2 separate regions of the Acanthopagrus latus genome follow, and region 2 is linked to region 1. Evidence: chromatin contacts called from public Hi-C data. All regions are on one chromosome and are shown on one strand. The core of a region is the stretch at or near the end of the contact, and the rest is flanking DNA. Distances in the headings are between cores, read along the strand shown. Region 1 holds the start of ovca2 (esterase OVCA2). Region 2 holds the start of LOC119030735 (replication protein A 70 kDa DNA-binding subunit-like).

The links. Hi-C and Micro-C count contacts between places; a contact is called where the count stands out from the background.
Region 2: a contact with region 1 is called in a Hi-C map of muscle, with 5 times the contacts expected there. The contact joins the promoter of LOC119030735 here to the promoter of ovca2 in region 1. A contact is called at or near these places in 2 of 4 Hi-C or Micro-C datasets (both in muscle).

The regions. Positions count from the first base shown.
Region 1 is chr13:3,512,481-3,519,320 of fAcaLat1.1, reverse strand. It overlaps ovca2 (esterase OVCA2), which reads left to right and starts at 4,041. Exons shown (of 2, transcript XM_037118843.1): 1 at 4,041-4,448; 2 at 5,273-6,022. The coding sequence starts at 4,307. The coding sequence ends at 5,790.
Region 2 is chr13:3,704,648-3,711,487 of fAcaLat1.1, reverse strand. It overlaps LOC119030735 (replication protein A 70 kDa DNA-binding subunit-like), which reads left to right and starts at 2,412. Exons shown (of 17, transcript XM_037118558.1): 1 at 2,412-2,549; 2 at 6,607-6,654. It overlaps smyd4 (SET and MYND domain-containing protein 4), which reads right to left and starts at 5,667. Exons shown (of 10, transcript XM_037118556.1): 1 at 5,425-5,667; 2 at 5,050-5,194; 3 at 4,688-4,777; 4 at 2,948-3,920; 5 at 2,313-2,564; 6 at 1,938-2,140; 7 at 1,682-1,829; 8 at 1,465-1,581; 9 at 1-116. The coding sequence starts at 5,561.

The DNA of each region.
Region 1 (6,840 bases), core at 2,792-5,291:
ATGTGCTGCCAGGGAGTTGTGAGCTTTGCTACGGCAGCATATCCTGCACTCGTGGTGCTCCGCTGCCCCCCTGTGGACTGCAGTGAAACGAGAAGGGAGACCTCATTTCACCTCATAATAATTGGTAACTTCTTTAAGTCGTCTTCAAAGGCAGATTTGGATGCCTGTAGACATTCTACGACTACCAAAGCACATCACACAGAAGTCTCAATCTTTTACACAAACCAACTCGCATGGGTTTGTTCTGTGTTTTAGTCTCTCAGATATTACTAAAGATTACATCTATTTTTTCATGAAAGAAATGACAGGGCGCGCTACACTGGGTCAGGAACAATAGTGAAGTGATATCTGAGAGAAAAATGAGGTGCTCTTCAGTGACAGAAAAAACAGTGACTGTTGGACGGAAATCAGTCTGACAAGAAATCAGAAACGCTTTGATAATAATTAGAAAACTCTGTCATAAAATCACGGGTATAACAACAGATTTCAACTCAGAGGACGAGCAGAAGTCGTCCTCGGAGGTGCGATGAGATCAGTCGATCTCTATTAAACTCTGGACAGTCGCTGTTTTCTGAGAAGGTATAACTTCATAAATCTGTTTTCTAGTTTAGCACGTAAGAATTGATTTGGCAGAGCTGCTCTGTTGTTGTTGTTGTTGTTTGCAATGCTGGCTCAGGCATGTGTGAGCTGACCAATCAGAGGAGAGTGGGTATACCAGAGGGCGGGCCTTAAAGGGACAGGAGCTAAAACAGAGTGTGGGGGGGACACAGAGCTGCAGCACCAGACAGAATGAGAAAACTGAGGTCTTTTAATGTTTCCTTTTAATAATTAGGGATCTTACATATTTATAGAGTACACCGAAAAATATGGCAGACCTGTTCTAGAATAATCAAAGAAACCACTGTGAGTGTAGTATAGTTCTAAAATTGATATAAAATGTTTGCTTTGACCAAGAAATTAGAAAAATATCCCTCACTGAATTCAAAATAGAATAAATCAAAGAGGAAAAAAGTAATTTGAACTTATTTAAACTGCTTTTATAGACGTGTCAGCTCATGAGTGAACTTTTGGTTTTAGTTATAGTGTATCCTGACTCACATTATGGCCTCATGTTATATTTATAGAATAATTATGTGCATTATATTATGTTACCATTACCATTATACCTAATGTTGTGTATTATATTATGCTTTAGATCATTAGCGTGATGATAGTGGCTCATGATGAAATCTTCATGCTAATAGGCTGCTGTGTATTTGTTCACCATGATGATTGTTGTGCTTTGTGATCAACATCAGGATGCTGAGTTCTGAATAACAGGAAATGTCTTAGCGTGGCGCGTAATGTGTTGCAGCAGCCAATTCTGGAAGGAATTAAGAATAAAAAATTAAGCAGGGCATCAGTTTGTCCACACCAGTGCTCCCTCTGACACATGGCTCCTCCACCAGCACTCGAGAACCTCAACAGCAGCCTCGTCCCTCGGGTGTATTGTGTTTTCTTTTTTGTTTTCTTTTTTGCTTCTCCTAATTAGCATGCATGTGCGTCATGGCCAGGCAACACATGCTCCTTCTCAGCAACAACAGAAAACCTTGACTAAAAACCATTTGCCAGACCCTGTAGATACTGTAGATGAGAGCATTCCAGAAACTGGAACAACATCCACAGAGGAAACAATCGCTTGTTGACACAGAGGACACAGACGCAGGAGAGAAGAATCCTGCCTTGCCTTAAGGCCAAACCTGCAAAACAGTCTGTGTCCTCCCCCTGTTCAATTACAAAGTCCCAGCTGGGTGAACCCTGACCAGAGCGCTTTCATAACACACAAATGCTCATAAGACATCTCAGTAATCATCTTAGTGGGTTGACCCTGGAGCCACGAGATTTTAGTCTTACAGATACATTAACAGAAACCGACATGACATTGACTGATCAAATTAAAGTCTCAATTTGCTCTATCCATAAAGAAATGGAGTCTGTATTCAGAAACGGAGTTGTCAAACCAGCCGCCGGGATTTCCGAATGGTTGTGATGTCACAGCTTTACAGTAATCACGCTCATTTAAACCCTTGGCTGCCATAAAAACATGCTCTGCTCTGATTGGTCAGAGCAGATTGGGCTCTTCCTGAGGGGCGGCCTTAAAGAGACAGGCACCAAAATTAAGCGTTTTCTAACAGAGCGTGAATAGAGGTGCTGCAGCAATGGACAGTATCAGAAAAATAATGTTTTGTTGTTTTTTTATGTACATTAAGGCATGCAAACATTTTCTAGTGAACACCCTAAATTAAAAGATTAGATCTTAAAGTGAAACTCTCGCCAAAAAAGCAACCGAGGCTTTATTTGTAAATGTATATGATTTTGATGTTAGTGTAAGAGTGCCGGTTGCACTCCATTGAAAATTAGCTTGCCCGAAAATGAAACTACGGTAAATCTTAAAAGTGCCTCTTTCGTTGTAATTATGCTTTTACACGAAGGTTTGGCTTATATACATTCACAAATAAAGCCTTGGTTGTTTTTTGGCGAGAGTTTCACTTTAAAATTAGCATAACATGGGACCTGGGAAAATATGTGTGCATCAGATGCCTAGAAGGTGGGCTGTAATGCTTAATGCAAACTTAATTAAGGCCTTTCATTTTTTCACCCATCATCCAATTTTCCCCTCTTTGAGCGCTGGGCTTTTATAGCTGTCACCGCTTTGGGCCGTCCCCAAACCCTTTAGGAGGACTGGCTAAATGCCAGCTCCTGGATATCACTGCTGAAGTGATAATGTGGTGTTCGGGATATTGGCTTCATATGTTTGTCAAAAGAGAATCCAGATCAAAGATAATGTCTGTATTTTTTCTGACACGGTCCTTCGGGAGAACTGTGCTGGCGCTGGAGTAGAAAGCGAGTCTGATAAGCGAGTTCCTGTGGCCTAGAATTAGCATTTCACTTTTATGTGCGTTGAAAATGAAGTTCTTTGTCAGGGTATTTTTGTCTGTGTTGCTGCAGAGAGATGAAAGATTTAATTGCTCAAAGATTTCATGATTTTTACAGTAGCTGCGTTGTATCACCTGGCTCGTCTGCGATGTCACAGCAAGAAATGTTTTCATCTGTGTCTTTAGGGGTCAGCATCCCACCAGGTAGCAAAGAGTCCATTATTCTGCCCCAAAAATGCAAGAACACACTGTATCCATTAGTCCTGCATCAGTCAGACAGTAAGAGGAAGACTTTTGCTGTTGTTTGCTTGAATGGTTTTCCTTTGTTCATAGACAAATAAAGACAGAGGGAAGTTTTGGTTCCAGTAATCAACTTTCTCGGAAAAGTATGTTGCAAAAAATCCCCAGGACATCTTTGACCGAGATATCTCAAAGTCTGACAGATTTTCCCTACAGAAATGTGTTGGACTCTACCATGCAGTAGCACACTATTCATTTATCGGCACAATTCAATTAATCGAAGTGGTAGACACTGTAGAGAATTACAGAAAATATTGTTTTGTGTGGCTTTAACCTTTACTAAAGTAACATTTTATTCATTTATTTATTTGAATTTAATTTAATAGATACGTAAATTTACAGAGATTGTAACTAATGTTCTGCACAGAGAGCTTATAGCTGTTGCTAATTTTCAATTCTTGCAGGCTTTTACATAAAGCCTGTAAGACATAAAAACAATACAGATGTCAATGGTCGGTATTATAGAATCAAAATACAATAATGGGTACAACTTTGGCTTGCTCTTTGCCAGCACACCTTTGTTGTAAAGGATTTTGCATCTAAAATCAGTTTAGATTTCAGCTGGTACTGTGTCAGAGATCTGACAGCCATTCATGGAGAAAGCTGATGGTCCAAAATTTGATCTACAATGTTTTTTGGTTTTTTTTTACAGCCGTCATTCATCATTAACACAATAAATATTTACAGTAACAGAATATCTTCACTTTTACTGAATGTTTTCTCTCTTTTGTTTTACTGTGCAGACGACAGACAACAAACACTTTAATTTTTAGCATTTGTTTATTTTCATTAACCAACAAGAATTTTAATTTGAAAAGAATAAACGGAAGTACTGTTCCTTCCTTCCGGTTGGTCTCGTGAGCAGCCGTTGTCCAAATGTGTTGAACTTTCGCTTCCTATAACAGCGAACCAGCTCCTCCGTATCGTTTAAATCTCCTGAAATATTACAGTAGTATATTTTATCTGACCGGTTCAAGTGTTTAACTTAATGAAAACGACTTGTTATTCGTTTTCTTTCCTCCGAGCGGTAGTTGAAACTAACTTCTCCGGCTAGCGTTAGCTAAGTTTAGCTAGGCTAGGCTAACCTCTGAATGGCGCCCCTCCGGGTCCTGTGCATCCACGGGTACCGTCAGAACGGCACCTCGTTCCGGGAGAAGACGGGAGCTCTGCGGAAGCTGCTGAAGAAGCAGGTGGAGCTGGTTTACCTGAGTGCACCGCACAGTGTGCAGCAAGGTGGGTCTTCAACCTTACACTGTCCCCCAAACTCTCACAGGTGGGACAGCTAACGTTAGCTAGGTGACTTCATGTTACTGACAGTAAAGTGGTGACATGAAGCTTCCTCTCACTTTACTCCACACTGACTTCTCATCGACGTGTTTTAGTGTTTTGAACAAAGTAAACAGTTTAATCAAAAAGCAAATTTGGCATAGACAGTACTCAATTACTGCTTAAATATAGTCAGGATTATTTTTAATAAATGTAGCTTTTTGGTGTTTATTAGTTGACTTTTACCTGACGTCAAAATGTCCATCAACCAGTAATCAAGTACAATTTACTCAAGTACTGTGAAGTACAATTTTGCTGTACTTTACTTGAGTATTTCCATTTTCTGCCCCTTTATAAATGTATTTAACACACTTAGTTACTAGTTGTTTTACAGATTCAGATTAGCTGTTAGATATAAGCTATTAATTGTGACATGTTACCTCTCAGATATTGTTGTAAGCGGGACAAAGTGTGAGGGGACATATTTAAATTAGGTTATTTTATGGTCAGTCTGCCAGTGTCGATAATCAGCTCTTCCCCTACCTATAGTACACTGTGTACATGGTCAGTCTGAAAATAGGTTCCTTTTTGTATTCAAAGTATTTGTAATACTAGATTTTGAAAGACTCAGATTGACAGGCAGCACTCACAACACAGAAAATTAAGTTTTTTTATGTTTTCATGCACTAATAACAGGCAGTGATGTTGTAAATCAAACAGTAAATGTTTGTATTTGTGTCCAATTTGTGCCTTGATAGAATAAAATAACCACTTTGTTCTTCTTTCCTAAGCGCCGGATAAGGAGGATGGTTCCGGTCCTGGAGCTGGAGACGATGAGGACCAGAGGGGTTGGTGGTTTTCTGATGTCCAGGCTCGGAGTTTCAGCGCACAGCAGCAGTGTCAGGAAAGCCTGGGACTCGACGAGAGCCTGACGACTGTAAGAGAAGCTGTGAAGGACCAAGGTCCATTTGATGGCATCCTTGGCTTTAGTCAGGGAGCTGCTTTTGTGGCCATGGTCTGCTCTCTTCAGGAACAAAAACTGGAGCCTGAGTTCAACTTCCGCTTTGCCATACTTGTCGCTGGTTTCCGCAGCGCGTGTAAGCAACACCAGACGTTCTATGGTACTCCCCTCCTGATCCCGTCCCTGCATGTGTTTGGACTGGAGGACCGAGTCATCCCTGACAACATGAGCAGGGAGCTTCTTCCCTCCTTCCAAGACCCGCAGGTTCTGACCCATCCGGGTGGCCATTTTGTTCCAGCTGCTTCTGCTCACAGACAAACCTACCAGGAATTTCTGAAGAAATTCTAGTGAAAATTAACACTGAAAAATAGCCAATACACATGCTCCCAAAGGACAATGATTATTTATTATTGAGAAAAATCTTGTGGTAACGAGGCAGTTTGGGTTAAAATGCCAAGTTGGATCGAAGTACTGTTTTTGTTTCTCCGCTGGTCTAATCCATCCAAAACAGTTGAATGGCTGCTGTCCATCTCAGGGAAGATGTCTTCTGACAGATAATAAATTAAGTGATAATAATGGATCAAATGTTCTGTGGTTTCTGTTTCTATTGGGGGTGGTGTAAAGTTTTTCTTGTTGGACAAAGATACTTCTGAGCTCCAGTTAAATAATCATATAACAAATCACCAGTTATTGGTAAAAGAAAGAGGAAGTTAAGCATCAAAATCTGGGCAGATTTAATTATGAGTATGTTTCTGTTTAAGTGTCGTGTATTCTTAAATCTCAAAGATAAAAATAGAGGGTTACAGTTGAGTGTTTGCACGATTCAGACTAGATGAACGAATAACTTACCGTGAGCTTACAAGTCACAGTTTAAACCTGCTCAGTCGAACGGCTGAGTCGACTGCAGAGGGCCCAAAGAAAAAACAGGTTAATGGATTTATTCAGAGCCAAATCATAATATTGTGGTTTAGTAAACATCCAGGGTCATTTTGCTTTTCCGGATTGGAAAACCAACTCAAAATATTTTGTAGTTTGGGAGACAGTGACTCAACAGTAATTTTCTCTGTCATGCAGCAGTGTGGAGACGTCGACTAAATAAAAGTTTAATGCTTTTTTTGAGCCAAAATGTTCAAATTTTAATGATAGACTTGTTATTCTTGCCTTATCAATGTTTGCTGTTTACTAGAGAGAAGGAGAAAAGCACGAATTCAAAAGGTCTTGAAACCAGCTTCTTAACTCTTCCATCTTCTCCAACATGGACATGATAAGTAACATAATAACTGATTGCGCCATAAAGTACTCAGGAATTCTGCGTTGAAAGAAATCGAGATGAGTTAAAGGCTTCAGTACGCTTCCAACAAAACAAATGTCTCGGTGCCAAAGTATCTCCACCTACGT
Region 2 (6,840 bases), core at 1,163-3,662, 190 kb before region 1:
GTGTAGCTGAGCTAATTTGAAGAGCTGATGACCCAGTTCAACGCTGTCGTCTCCGTACTGCGAGCCGATAGCTGCCGTGCTTCGCTCCAGATGGGAGGCGGCGTTTTTCCAGTCACCTGCAGAAAGAAACAAAACATTTACGAGGACTGATGAATCTTAACTGTGCACAACCACTGCTCACGGCTAATCAGAGCAATCCGTCAGAATGATTAATAAGACACCCATTGGTTGTTTTTGTTTTTCATGCCTCAGCTTCGTATCTATAATTAACCAAGATACTATGAAGCATTTTAGCTAATTATCACAACAACATGTGGCCTGTCATCACTGTGGCTGCTCAGGAGCTGTTCCTGAAGTGTCAGGACGGTTAGTTCTGACCTAAAAATAAGCCTCCCGCTGCCAGATTGTTGCCAGGGCTACATTTTCTCATGTCTGCTGAGAAGCACACGACGTTACTGCTGCTGCTTGATACTGTTTGTACATGTGTGCTACAGTTTATGCCTGTTACTGAGAATCCACCGGTATTAATGGAACAATAGAAGGCTAATCTGTCCTTCCTAAACCCTGCAGTGTTTCCTCTGCTGTGATACCTTGTTGAAAAAAATTCAACCTTCCAGGATGTTAACATTAACACGCTCAACCCAGCAGGGATATTATTGTATATACTCATTTTATTTAATTGTAAATTTAATGACATGTTAACATCAACATTTACATTTTAGGGCATTTAGCAGATGCTTCTGTCCAAAGCGACTTACAGTAATTCATACATACATTCATACAGTTTGGGGTTCAGTATCTGACCAAGGTTTAGTTCAACATGCTTGAACAGGGGAATTGAACCAGCAACCTTCTGATAACAAGATGCTGGCTCTCCCCCTGAGCTACAGCTGCCCCTCAACATCATTCTGGACACTTTAAAATGTTTTGTAATGAAAATACAGTCACGGCTCAGATAAATGTATAAACAGCTGTGGACATTTACCACTGAAGAACAGCCTCAGTTAGCTTAACTCACTGTATTGTATATGATTTTTTTTTATCTTAATTTTCTAGTGTTTCTCTTTATTCATCTGGATGTGTAATTAAAAATGGCTTAGACTTCACTTCAGTGGAGACAAATCTGTGCAGATTGACGTCCCTGCTGCTTAACCAATTAGTCATTTCTCAAGCAAAGATAGCAAACATCTGCTGGTTCCAGCTCTGTGAATGTAAAGACTTGCTGCTTTTCTTTGTTGTGTCTGACAGTGAATGAAGAGTTTTTGGGTTTTGGACTGTTGGTTGGACAAAAAAAGAAATCTAAAAGACGTCACTTTGGGCTCTAGGAAATCACAATGTTGGGCATTTTGTTTAATCGATTAATACAAATAAATGAAAATAATGTTTAGCTGCAGTCATTAAATCTATCTAAACTGATTGTAAGAACACCACATGAAGACCCTTTTCATGCATTCTCATTCTCACCCATTGTCGCGTATGCTCTGGCTGTAGCATCGTCCAGCTCCCCCTGCAGTGGATGTGTCTCTGCGAGGATCAGTCCTGACTGACGCTGGGTCCTTCTCAACAGCCTCAGAGCCTCGTCTGAGGACGGGCAGAGCAGAAGAAGAGCAGGGAACATGTAACAAATTAATAAACGATACACACATTCATTACTGTATGTACAGACTGTATTACAAACCACCTGGCCTCTCTCGCTCCATGAGCTCCACAGCCTTCTCCAGGTCGACCCTGATCTCCTGCAGCCTGGAGTTTACTTCAGATGAAGACGTGCGATGACCACAGGATGACTGCGAACATAGAAATCCTACTCCTTCGTCCCCACTGCTTTTCTGGAAATCATACAAAGAGTCTCAACAGCAGTAGTAGGGTAAATCTAGACAGGTTCAATTAGATATTATCAGAACAATTTAAAAAAAATCCACAAGATGAACACCTACTATGAGAGCTCCTTTGCACTTGCTACACAGCAGACTGGACTTGTGTGGACTGCCTTTAACACTTGTCCTCTCCTGTCTGCCCTCTGTGCCCTCCTCCTCCTCCTCCTGCTGCAGAGAGCAGGCCTCACACTGACACAGGAAGTAGTACTGTTCCCGCAGGAGTCGCCGGCGCTCTCGGGTCGCCATCCTGCTGCTGTGGGGACCTGAGAGAGCGACGAGAGGGCACGGCAGTACAAGTCATACATCACGAGATGGAGAGTAAGTGAACAACACTGCAATTTTTAAGTGCAGATGCACGGATTTTAGTGGAGAATGCAATAAAAATGTTGCTGTGCTCTCCTGTATCTTATCTTTCAGCATCATTGGGACTCTTACCATAGCAGTGCAGGATCTCTTGTCCAGGAGCGATAACTTTGGCTGCTCTGACAGTTACAGTGACTCCGCAGGCTGTGCTTCTGTCCTCAGCTACACTCTCACTGAGCTCTGCAGACGCATCTGAACCGGCTCCGGTGCTGAACGCCAGGCTGGTGTTGGGACAACAGGAGTGATTCAGAAGACTGAGAGTTGGGAATAAAGCCGTAGCAATGCGGATTTCCCTGCTGGACTGCACTGGTAGGTTTGCTGCTCCTGTAAGAAGCAAGAAACAAATAAAGCAAAGGTCATTTGTACCTCAAGATGCAGTTATTAAAAAAGCATAAATTCTGCTATAGTGGATTGTACAAAGTGTAAGCATGGATACAGTTACAAGTCCTTCAAATAGGCAATGAGCTTCTATAATGTTCATGTTTGGGGTATTTTGAAGTTTTCTATGATGAAAAGCTAAATAACTTCAAATTTTGGACTCTTAATCAGACACAACAAATAATTTAAATATGTCAGCTCAACTCTGGAGCCTTGAGACTGCCATTAGAAAAACAAAAAACTATTTTCATACATTTAATATACCAAACAAATGAAGGCAAAAATCTGAGGCAACTTGAGGCAAGGTGTGAAGTCTATCTGAGAGTCACCTATATCCTGCAGCGTGACGATTGCCTGGGCGTTACACCTCAGCTGCAGGAAGTGCCTCAGAACTGCACTTCCCAGCAGCCACAGCTCCGAGCTCCGATCTGCTCCCTCCTCCTCTGGTGATTGGCTGTTTGCCCCCGAGGGTCTACAGAGGTCCTGGGATAAAGGTGTAGGTCCGGCCTTGCTGAGCTTTAGGAAGAGTGTTGCTATGGTAACCGCACACAGGAAACGCAGAGCAGGGCTGTGGTGGTTCAGGTGGTGCAGCAGGTGGAACACACTCAGGTACGAATTGCCGTAGTGTGAAGAACAACATGGGTCAGAATCACTGGACTGTCCGTTGAGCTCTGTGGACTTGTCTCTGATTGGCTCCCTGGCTCTTTGGATGTTTTTTAACCCCGCCTTTAAGGTTACCCTCAGCGCAAGATGTGACATCACACCCATCACCATCAGATCTGCTCCCAGCGGACACTCCCAGCGGTGATGTTCCTCCCAGGCATCTCGCCGACAGGAAGTTGAGCAGTATCGGCTGTAACTGCAGCCCTCACATGGCACAGCACACAGTGTTTCAGTCAAACACCCGTGACAGCGCCTGTGCTCCACTCCAAACACCACCTCTCTCTCTGTGTTCTGCCTTCCCCCCAACCTTGTCACCTCCTCCATCCCTGGAATAAGGACAAAGCTGTAGGGCCTGTCGCTGAGGATCACCTCTCCAGCTGCTACTCTCTCTGCAGCCACCAGGTGTCGACCTTTCTCCACGCTGAAGCCAACAGCAGCTTGAGGACAGATCCCAAATGTGAGAGGTCCCTCACTCTGTGGACCTCTCTGACTCTTTGAGGAAGGATTGTGACGATCCTCTTTTGCATTTTGATCGGCAGAGAGGTGCTTGAGGCACTGTGAGCGGCGGTCCTCTAGTTTGTGTAAAAGATGAGAGGGATAGCCGTTTTTCAGAGCTCTGTCGATGTCATCAAGGGACGCCTGAGGAAAAACAGAAACAGTGTGGGCTACTACAAAATCCAAGATCTGGGTCACGACTTTTAATAACTTAATTGAGTCAGCGTTTTAGTTTTAAAGAGGACGTTCACCCCAAAATTTTAATTCAGTCTCCAAACCCATGTAGCTGGAAAATAAGGTGGTTATGTTCTTAACTGTATAGGATATCAGCAGTAGCATCATTTCTGCTTCATTTATACCTCAAAAGGTCATTCAATAGCTGACTATCATGCACATTTCTGATTTCATCCGTAGAGTCTTTTAGCCTTACACAAGTAGTTACAACGGCACACAAAAGACTCTGAATGTGTCTGAATTTCTTTATTAAATTTAAAGAAATAAAATATTGAATGAAGGTCAGGTGAATGAGCCAATCATGAGATTAAAGCCACCTATCTTTAATAGTCTCTGTTATATTACCGGGGAAAGGTTCCCGGAGTGAAAGTCATATATTACCCAAGTGGCTGAGTGAAGGATGCACTTCAGTGTCACTGATACATGTGAGACGGTCAAATTAAGTCAGTAAATCCTGTGAGATCATTCTGACATCAACTTTTTTCTTTGCTCTCACAAATCATCTGCTCTTTGTGTGAACTGAACAGCATGATATTATTTCCATGCAGTGCAAGGTGCTGCTCATAATGACACTATCTAAGATACAGAACTGGTTGAAACAGGTTTTTTTTTTTGTAATGATACCTCAAGTACAACAAGACCTCATTATGTGATTGTTGAAAATGGAGCCAGCTCACCTGGTAGAGCTGCAGATGGTAGAGCGCAGCAGAGCGGTTGGCATAACACAGAGACAGCTGCTCCGAACTGAGGGGAGCGAAACACAAGCCCTGTCATGACAGGAGACAAAGAAGCTGGATGTTGGTACATTTTAATAAGGACTGGGGGGATATTACTGTGCAATTTTTTGACATTACTGTTAAAAAATCTGCCATCTTCTACTGATCTCAACAAACTAGAACAGTCACATAAACATACATGTTATAAGAGTAAAAGGGGGGCGTAGATTTGAGTGGAATGGTGGGTTTTAACATGATGCTTCACTCATTTTTTCCTACTTTATGGCTCATATGGAGAAAAGTGAATGTGCTTTCCACTTCACCTGTGAGTAGTGCAGAGCAGCTGCAGTGTAGTCTCTGATCTTGAAGCTTGTGTTCCCTCTCTCCCTGCATTTGGCTGCTTGCTCTGCGTCCTTCTGTACTGAGTTCCCTGCAGAGATTGACTGTACAAAGTCCAGATCATCTTGGCTGTGGAACAAAAACGGAGAACATTATGAGCAACTACACTCAGTCACTCTGAATGTTCCCGAGCCGCAGGGAGACTGGGGTTTAGTGTTCATAGTCACGTAACAAGTTCAGTGGAAACAAATGTTGACTTTAGGCACATATATATAATCGTTGTGGTCCAATCAAAATAAATATATGCCATCTATGTTGGCTACTAATAAACTGTGCACTCTACTAATGCAGCTACTCACGTTGTCAGAGTTAGGGTGTATTTAAAGACATCATCTATCTCAAGTAGGGATGTGAAATGCTCCTTTATATCGGGGTCGAGTGAGGTCCATTTCTGTGCAACGTGATCTTGCCACTGGACACAAGGAAGATCCATCATGAGCTAAAATACGTCCACATGGGCAGCGGAGGGTAATTTGGGGGTTTGTTTTGAGTCCGTGTCACGCCAGCTATATCCACAGTTAAGCTAGCAGGGACCAAAGCGAAGTTTCCGACTGCGACATTCAAAATAAAATATGAACCGTTAATGTTAAAGGTAAATCGAAGGTTTGGGGTTGTTTTCTTTTTCACTCATACCTAAATTGATAGTAATTAACCTTATGATTTGTTAATTTTGATACACGTATACTTACTGTCTTTTTTTTACACCCGGTCGAATATTCTCCTTTATTTTGAAGTCAGTAATGTACCATATCCTGTCTAGTTCGTGTTTTGACGTACTTACGCAAATCACGTTCGTCTCTCCTCTCTCGCGATAGGTTTCACACCTCCAACTTGACAGAAACGTCTGACAAAAGCTGAAGTCTGCTGGCTGTGAGAAGCCCTGTACCCAGGAAACATGAGTGTAAAACTCTCTCAGGGGGCAGTTGAAGTAAGCCTAAATATTAATACAACAGAATTATCATTTTATTTGCCTTGACTCGATGTCTCGAGGCTGGCACTTAAGCAATGTAGCACGAACAGCTGCAGCTGCTAGCAATGTAAGCTAACGAGATTTAATGTCAGCTGTCAGCAGTGCCACTAACAAATCAAATACTTTGTTGTTGTTGTTGTTGTTTTAACTGTCCAGTAGTGAGTTCATATGGTTAAATAAACTCAGGCTCATTTAATTCACTCACGTTACGACGCAGTACTAGACATACTTACGTGGTGCAGACTAAAGTCTCACCCTTTGGCCAGTTCTTTTTTTTTTTTTTTTTTTTTCCTGAACGTGTTTGGTCTGTTGAGTTGATTGAAACAACAGGACAGTCCCTTCCTGTTTATCCACTCGTGCTTACCTGCTAGTGGCGAAATAAAATAATTGCCACTTCATTCATCTCTAAATTATGTTAGGCTGTATCTTTTCATTAGCAGCATGTTAATGTGATGGGACAGGATGGGGACAGGCGGTAGATAATAACAAGTCCATGTTTGTTAATGTCCAGGCCCTGTGCAGAGGCTCGGAGGTGAGAGGTTGTGTGCTGCAGCTGCTGGTAAGGAGTCCTCTTGTTTAACCCATCTTGCTATATTGTACCTCAAGCTCCATCTTGGAAGTGTGTGTGATACAATCCTTGTCTATTTTGTAACAATTTCTGTCTTACCTGGATTTTCCACATTCTTACCTATTCACTCAGTGACCAGTATCTTTAAATGTGCACCTGCAGTTGAGTGTGAAAACA